2 separate regions of the Hordeum vulgare genome follow, and region 2 is linked to region 1. The links are chromatin contacts, called in public Hi-C maps. All regions are on one chromosome and are shown on one strand. The core of a region is the stretch at or near the end of the contact, and the rest is flanking DNA. Distances in the headings are between cores, read along the strand shown.

The links. A called contact is a pair of places that touch in the nucleus more often than the background predicts.
Region 2: a contact with region 1 is called in a Hi-C map of seedling, with 2.7 times the contacts expected there. The contact joins the promoter of LOC123429868 here to the promoter of LOC123425720 in region 1. A contact is called at or near these places in 4 of 6 Hi-C or Micro-C datasets (leaf and seedling).

Annotation. Positions count from the first base shown.
Region 1 is chr2H:173,927,234-173,931,241 of MorexV3_pseudomolecules_assembly, forward strand. LOC123425720 (histone-lysine N-methyltransferase SETD1B-like) reads left to right here and starts at 2,097. Exons shown (of 6, transcript XM_045109429.1): 1 at 2,097-3,361; 2 at 3,464-3,600. The coding sequence starts at 2,219.
Region 2 is chr2H:174,151,550-174,155,887 of MorexV3_pseudomolecules_assembly, forward strand. LOC123429868 (equilibrative nucleotide transporter 3-like) reads right to left here and starts at 2,778. Exons shown (of 9, transcript XM_045113844.1): 1 at 2,664-2,778; 2 at 2,437-2,541; 3 at 2,172-2,327; 4 at 1,952-2,095; 5 at 1,732-1,837; 6 at 1,477-1,652; 7 at 1,222-1,382; 8 at 871-1,129; 9 at 528-759. The coding sequence starts at 2,711. The coding sequence ends at 652.

The DNA of each region.
Region 1 (4,008 bases), core at 847-3,346:
CTCCTCCGGTAGGGTGCCGGAATAGGGCTCCATATGAGTTTTATTCGGTATAAAGGCTTGTGGCGACGGAGTGGAAGTTTTAGGTTAACTTTAGGAGGTTTCTAGATCTATAGGATTTCTCAGCATTGGATTCACATCAAACCAGAGCCATGAGGGGCCCACAAGCTATCAGGGGGTGCCCTGTTAGGTTGTGGCCAGCAGGTGCCCCCCCTCTGGTGGTTCTTCGCTTCGGTATTTCTCATATTGTCTAGAAAAAACCGATAAAAGTTTCCGGCGATTATGAGAACTTCTATTTCCTACATAAAAACAACACCACGATAATTCTGTTGAAAACAACGCGAGTCCGTTTTAGTTATAATTGGAACATATAAAGTGCATCAAATCCATATAAAAGTATTGTAAACACATGTAAATATGACATCAATACTTCATACATTATTGATACGTTGAAGATGTATCGCACCCAAAGCCTCAAAATCTAGCATGAAATCTCGAACCACCGACTTGCCAAGGAGGTCCTCATGCAGATTAGGAAGCACATTTCCTTTACCCGGTTGATCATCTGCAATCACTTGCCGAACCAAAATGATCAAAGGGAAGAAGACTTTTTTGCATCTCATCAATTTGAAAAGCGCGAAACGAATCCATGTTGGCTTCCCCTTTCGTTAACCACAAAATCCTCAAACGTTTTTTAGCAATAGCACGTTCCTGGAAGTCCAAGAACATAATGTTTAAGGGTAACACACATCTAAACTCCCATGTTAGAGAGAACATGGGTCTCCCGAGCCACCTCTAGCCAAAAAAAATACCACACAATTTGCATTTGAACACTGCCAACCCAATGCTGACCCTAAGCTTGCAACTAACGAGTGGTGTTTCTAAATAGAGCATCCAACCGCTTATATGGATCCATAATGTCAAAATGTAGACTATTGCTAAATACAACGATAGAAAATGACTACAATGAAAAAGTAACTGTTTAAGAAACAAAATAAAAAAAAATCCAAAATTGTAAGTGAGAGCATCTTTAATTTGAACAAACTTATAACAAAAAATATCAATATTTATAATACCAAATCAATATCATTAGATTCTTATGGAACGTAGTTTCATATTACGCATACTTGGTATCGTAGATGATAATATTTTTTAATATAAATTTGATTAAACTTTGTAAAGTTTCACTTGACACAAATCTTATATGCGTAGTATAAAGGACAGGAATGAGTAAATGTTATTGATGAAAGTGGCACCTCGAATAAATATGTTTACCGAGAATAGAAAGGACTTGTCAGAAAAAACAAAAATGAAAAGCGCAAACGTCTACGCAATACTTCCTCCATTCCTAAATATAAGTCTTTCTAGATGTTTCACTAATGGATTACATACGGATGTACATAGACATACTTTAGAGTATAGATTTACTCATTTTGTTTTGTATGTAGACACCTAGTGAAATATCTTAAAAAACTTATATTTAGGTACGGAGGGAGTACATGAAAGAGAAGGGAAAAACTTACATGAAAATTAATTATATAAAATGAAAATAAAAGATAAAAATTCACATGAAATAAATTGGAGATGAAATTTTTTAACGGTTACGTTATTATTTTGTTTTATTTCAAGCACAGAGGGTAACGTTATCAAATTCGTAGTGTGTCGGAATGGTGAGGTAATTTTGCTGTAGCTTCCCTGGACGGCTGGACCGGGCCTTGCATGCAGCAGGGAATGGGCTGAACCCTTGTGAATGAGGGCCCATGTTCCATAACAGAGAGATCTTTAATGGACCGCCAACGCGATCCAGCTCACCCCTAAAAATACCCAACAATAAATACACGCAACACGATCTCACCCGTGCAGTGACCATCGAACGACACAGACGCCTTCCCTGTCTCCATTCCTTTTGACATTAACTAGCTTTCTTTTATTTCTTTTTTTAGAGGAGTAATAATAACCTTCCAATTAAAGCTTTCGTAATCCTCAAAAAAAAAAAAAAACTTTCGTATCCGACGCGGACGCTCCTCCCCCGCCTCGTGAGACGACCCTGTGACGCTCTCCCACGGAGGGCGGGACCCACATTGACACCCCCTTAACCCACCCCCTCTATCGAGGAGAGCCCCCTCGCAGAACCAGTAACCCGCACTGACCCCCGCTCCGATCTCCCCAATCCCCTCCAAATCCCTCGCCGGAACCCTAGCCCCGCGCCGCCGCCGCCGCCATGCCTCCGCGCCGCTCTAAGGGAGGGGCCGGGGGCCAGCCCGACTCCGAAGCCAGCGACGCCGAGCCCGTGGAGACCGCGGTCGACGCCATGTCCGAAGACGAGGCCGACGACGGCAACTCCAACGAGGACTCCGCTGAGAGCGGAGCTGACGATACGGACGGCGAGGCCTCCAAGGAGGAAGCCGCCGATACCAAGGCCGAGGAGATGGATGCGGAGCATGAAGAGGAAGCTGGCGCAACCAAGGCCGAGGAGATGGTCGCCGAACCTGAAGCCAATGGTGCAGATGCGGGGACCAAGGTCGAGGCGGCGGAGGCCAAGGTCGAAGAGGAAGCCGCCCAGAGCGACTCTGAGCGCAAGGCAGGTGCCCGAGAAGCCGATCCAGAAGCGGAGGCAGAGGAAACCGACGGCGAGAATGAAGAGCAAGCCGCTCGGACCGACGGCGGGAGTGGAGAGGAAGCTGCCGGGACTGTTGGCGAGGACGAAGAAGAAGCCGCCGGCACAGACGGCGACAACGCCGCTGAGGTTGGTGGCGAGAACGTAGATGCGGATTCTGAAGCCGAAGGTGAGGGTACTGATGCCGAGCCTGACGCTCTGGAGGAATCCCCTCCCCCCTCTCCTCCAGCCCGTAGCCGCCGCCGCAAGCGAGTGGTCAAACCCGACCCGCCTACTGAGGATGACGAGGAAGAGGAGACCCCTCTGCCTTCACGTCGGCGCCGGCGTCGCAAAGCAGGAGAACGTGGCGATTCTCCTCCGCCACTGCCGGATAACCTCCGGTGCCGCAGAAGTGATGGTAAGAAGTGGCGCTGCTCAGCTCGTGCACTCCCCACTGTCAGCTTTTGCGAGTATCATTATGCCAAGGCTAGCAAGGGCAAGAAACCGCCAGCCGATGGGGAGGTCCTTGCCGTGGCTCTCCAACGGCAAAAGAAGAACAAGAGAAAGGGAAGAAAGCGCTTAAATCTGGCGCCAGAATCACCAAAGGCCACAAGGGATCTCCCTAATGGATTGATGACAATTTCACCGGGGAGCAGTGGGCCGCTAGGCTCCCCTGTGACTACAAAGGTTGGAGTGGATATTCCCGCACCACTCCGGCGGTGCTACCGTTCCAAGAATGCTGAGCCAGTGCCTGTTGGCCCTGTGAAGGTCACCTAGCTAATCATTCAATATTCTTGATTGATAGTTTGATTTGCATTGTGTAATTTTGTGCTGAACCTGTTCTTATTGCTGATTTTTGTATGGATCTAGGTCGTTCCTCATGCAATGAGTAAAGCAAAGGCAGCACAGATGTCATGCCACCGTTGTGGGTTGAAGAAGGTAGCACGCGTTGTCAAGTGCAAGAACTGTGAAAACAAGTACTTCTGCAACAGCTGCATCAATAAATGGTTAGGTTTTCATTCTTTGTCAGTGGTATTATTTGCCTGCTTGGTTGCCTTGCTGAATTAATGACTTTATGCATGCTTTCAACTATGATAACTTGGTTACCCTGATTAACTACTCCATCTGTCCCACAAATAAGATGTTATTACAACCGATATACTCACATGTTGGTTGTAATAACATCTTATATTATGGGATGGAGGCAGTAGAAGAATGATTGGTCGAGGTTTAGGTTTGCATCATATCTGGTGATTTAGTGGATGCAGAAGAGTTGGGACTGAGAGGGACATAAATTTGCTTGAGTTCATGAATCATTTTCTGCTGTAGGCTTTGCGTGCTATACCATTTGATAAATGATAACTGAGGAAAAGTAGTTGCAAACATTTGGTTGAGTAAGCTCCCCTTTTTACTGA
Region 2 (4,338 bases), core at 1,528-4,027, 220 kb after region 1:
TCTTTAGGCATGCTCAGGCTCAATGGATATTGTGGAAGGGTCACATGGTTGAAGAGATCAGCTATACTAATTAGAGACTCTCAACTAATTACCATCTTCATTATAAATTAAGAGTAGGACATCTTTGATGGGACCTAATCATTACGGTGGAGATCAACCCGTATAATTCGAGGCTAAAATCTAAATCTCTCTTTGCCTCTCCCTGTCTCTCTCTCTATATATATATCTATCTATTGAAAGAGTTGCATTTGTAATTTTAAAGATATTACGTATTGTGTGCTATTGTTGAACACATTTTTTGGGAGTTGTGTCACGGATTTTAACAATAAAATAAACTATAATTCATGAAGATAATCCTGAAATTTTCTTAGAGTCATTATTTATATGCATGTAAATTAGATTGTAAGATAGTATTATATAACTAGCCCGTGCGATGCACCGGTTAGCGACTAGTGATACTAAAAGTTTGCATGTCGCACTTGAGAATGGTCCGACAAGATGCACCTGACAAATGCATGCTGGCCGGCCGCTCGCAACAGGTAAAAAGCGCGCGCACTAATAAGATTCTAGGAAAGGAAATAAGGGAAAACGGAAATATGTAGTGCTTCTCGATTTGGAACAAATCTGGATGACATGCAGCCAAATGTTTGATCACCATCCTTTGCCTATGAGCCACAGCCAGTCAAGAACAGCCCCTAAACATATGCCTGCCAAGAGGCAAAACACGAGCAGGTTTCCGAGAGCATTCTTTTCTGGCCCCTGTAAAAAAAAAACGAAAGTGCAAACTCAGTCAGTACTCAGTAGTAGCACCGGCATTACCCCCCATTAAAAACGAAAGGAAACATCAGACCGTCAGGAACGCAGACCAACCTTGTACGGTTTGGGCGCCTCGGTCAGGACGCAGACCGTCAGGTACCCGTTGCTGAGTCCTAGAGCCGACACGAGCACGATCGTCCAGGACTCCCCTCCGTACCTGGCCGCGCAGTAGAACGCCGGGAGGAGCAGGTACCGCGCGAGCACCATGGCCAGTAGTCTCCTCCGAGACGTCACCTTGACGCTCTCCATCAGAGGCACGTATCTCCCGACCAGGTCCGAGCTGTTGTAGGTCGCGATCAGCACCAGCGCGTACCTGCGCGTGTTTTCATTCCATCCTTCGTACGTAGTACTGTAATAAGCAAAAGGGTAATCTCAGGGGCATGCTAGAATGGGATGGCGACTTACCAGGAGCCCAAGCTGTGCGATTCAAGGTCTTCGGCTAGAAATCCTGGGAAGATGGAGAGCGTCAGCAGGTAGATGAGGAACATGTCCAAGGCATAGTCCATGTTGAGCATGAGGAGCTGCTTGTTGCTCAAACGTTCAGGGATGGCTGGGTCGTCTTCAGCCTGAAACGCACATATGGATCTTTCATTTTGCCATCCGCCTGGAGCTAGATTACAGTTTTCAGCTGGCGTGGACGAGGGTACCATACGTCCGTACCGATAGTTTTGGGTGTCTTTGGAGGCCGGCGGCAGCAAGGTCGGCGGCGACCGTCAGAGATCCCTCGGAAGCCGCCTTTGCACGGTAGAATTTCACTATTGGCAGCTTGGGGAAGACGTGGGCATACAGCACCAAGCACAGCACCTCGAAGACGCATGATGCAGCGAAGAACAACACTGCAATATGTATATAGTAGATATGAGCATGAATAAGTAGAAACTCGGAATGAATTGGAGGTTGCATGATGCGACATACTAGCTCCTCTGCGAAGGCCGTCTCTGGATTTCTCGAAGGCCGCTTTTGTAACGAGCCTCAGGGCAGACGTTATTGCGCCCGATGCAGCCATGCCAGCAGAAAATGACTGGATCCAAGCACATTAGTGTCTCTTATATTCCTCAAAAGAAAAGAAAAAACAAATACCCCGTAGCCAGTGCAAAAATTCCATGCATGTGCTGGCACAAGAAATTAATTTCACCTGTATGAACTCCGGGCACATCAAGGATAGGTCCCCGGTCATGGCACCTTCGACGTGACCTTCCGCGACGCCAAACACTGACACAACCGTACACACGCCGATGAAGGCTGCGATTCCACCTCTACCCGACGTCGCAAGATCCAGCTACGGTGCAGGAGAGAGGAATCGAGCAGTCAATGTTCAATGGTTCAGAACACAGAGTTTCTGAAAATGTGCTTACGATGATGAGAGCGAGCGAGCTGAGGAAGAAAAGTGAGTACCCCACCAAGTTTCGCACCCTGGTGTTTACTTTCGCCTCATGGTAGGCAAACACCGCAGCTATCACGAGCACAAACGGCTGATAGGTGAGAGTGATGACTCTAACCGGATGGTAGCTCTGAATGCACAAATGTCAAAAGTTAGCTCTGTGTGTGTGTGCGCGCGCGTGTGGCCTACTCGATGTGGAAGAAGAAAAGCATTCGTATACTAGTAAAAGTTTGTTATACTGGGAAGAGGTGGACGAAGTAATCTTCCATGGTGAGCATGCTGTTGTACCCAAAGAGGCATCCGTTGCCCAGAAGCCAGCAGATGAAGACGGCCAAACTCTTGCCCTGATCAACGCATGCATATCGTATACAGTATGTTTGCAGAAATAAATAGATGCTTGAGGTGATTCAGTGGAAGGGATCGATCAAGCACGGAATTATCTCGCGACGAAAATGACGATGCAAACCTCCGGAATTGTGTGCACCCCGCGATGACCATCTTCGCCGTATGCCATGCTAGCTTAGTTCACTTTGGTGGCCCTGTGGGACGAGAACAAGCCACACAAATGAGAAAAGAAAGACTTTGGGACGGCTAGCATCGAAAGCGTCCTGAAAGAAAATGCCAATATGAAGGCCCTAGCTAGCATATACGCTTAGGATAATCAGACGACACAGCTACGCCGTCTTCTCTCGTTACGGTAAGCACGCATGTCATCCTTTTCTCTCTTTTCCTTAAAGGAGGATGACCCCCGCCTCTAGCATATGAGCAATGCATCCAATCATTTTATTAATAATATATAAAAAGAAAATTACAAAATAATACATCAGTAAGACTGAACCGTCCAGACAACATTTGTCGCTACTCCTATCCAGTTGATAAAGGGTTGCTGATAGTTTAGGCCTAACACTAAACAGACCTCGCAGCAAAACCTAACATCTAACACCCGAGGCCCAAACCAAGCCACCTGCCGGGTATGGGGCACCCACCGGTCCGGTGCACACTCAGAGGCCGCCGTCGCCACCTGCCACCAATCCATCTTCAGAGTTATACTGATGCATCTACAATTGGTGTTCACCGGTCTGCTGAATGCCGTCGCTGTCGTCGGTGAGAGTGAGGAGAGGGGAGAGGGGACATAGAAAGCGGTGAGGGAAGGTGAGGGTAATAACCGCGGAAGCTTCGGGAAGTAATACCGCTTCTCGAGCGTGTCTCCTTGCATGCAGCCCCCACCGTCCACGTGCATCACGCGGACCTCGCTCCCTAGAAACTATCGATTCAAGCGTTTTCAGGAAGATAGGTCCACAGGTACTTTAAACTTCATGTGATGCAGAGCCAATTTTGTACGCACCCAACCAGACAGCCCAGATTTTTCCCATGCGGGCCTAGTTGTACTTAATGCACGCAACCATACACGCCCTTATATTCTATCAATTAATTTTAATTGCCATGTCAAGCTCCTATGTGTGATACACGTCATGTGGCCCACCCACCACTTTTCCCCTTTCCGAATCTTCTCCCCCATTTCTCATCTTCCTCCTGCTTGCCATCTCTCGCTGGCCTCTCGTCTCCGCATTTCCTCACGCTCTGCCTTCTTCAACACCCATTGGCTACTACACCCGGATCTTGCCGGCGAGGGCACCTCCCTCAGCTCCGGTAACCGCCACAACGGGGGATGTGGACTGGTGTTGCGAGTAGTGGCCGCTACGGAAGGGCGTCCGACGCTTCTGCTTTGCAACACCATCGTTGTTGCATGATCTTCGGCAACCACGAGTGGGCTGCAACAAGTTTTGTGGATTGCAACCAAGCACTATTGGTGTAGATGCTGGCCGCCACTGCTGCTGCTGCAACCTCCAGTTTTCTGTAGCAGGTCCGGTGATGGTGCTATGAACACCGCGGCTGCCACTTCCGTTGCTGCCACCCAACATTTTTGTAGTAGGTCCGGTGATGTTGCTATGCAACACCGCCATCGACACTGTCGTTGCTGCCACCCTTTGTTTTTTGTAGCGGGTCCATCGATGTTGTTACGAAACATTCTCGCTGTTGCCACCCTCCATTTGTCCGGTGATGCTGTTGTGCAACACCGTTGGCGACACTGCCGTTGTTGCAACCCTCCTTTCTGTAGGAGGCCCGGGATGCTGCTTTGC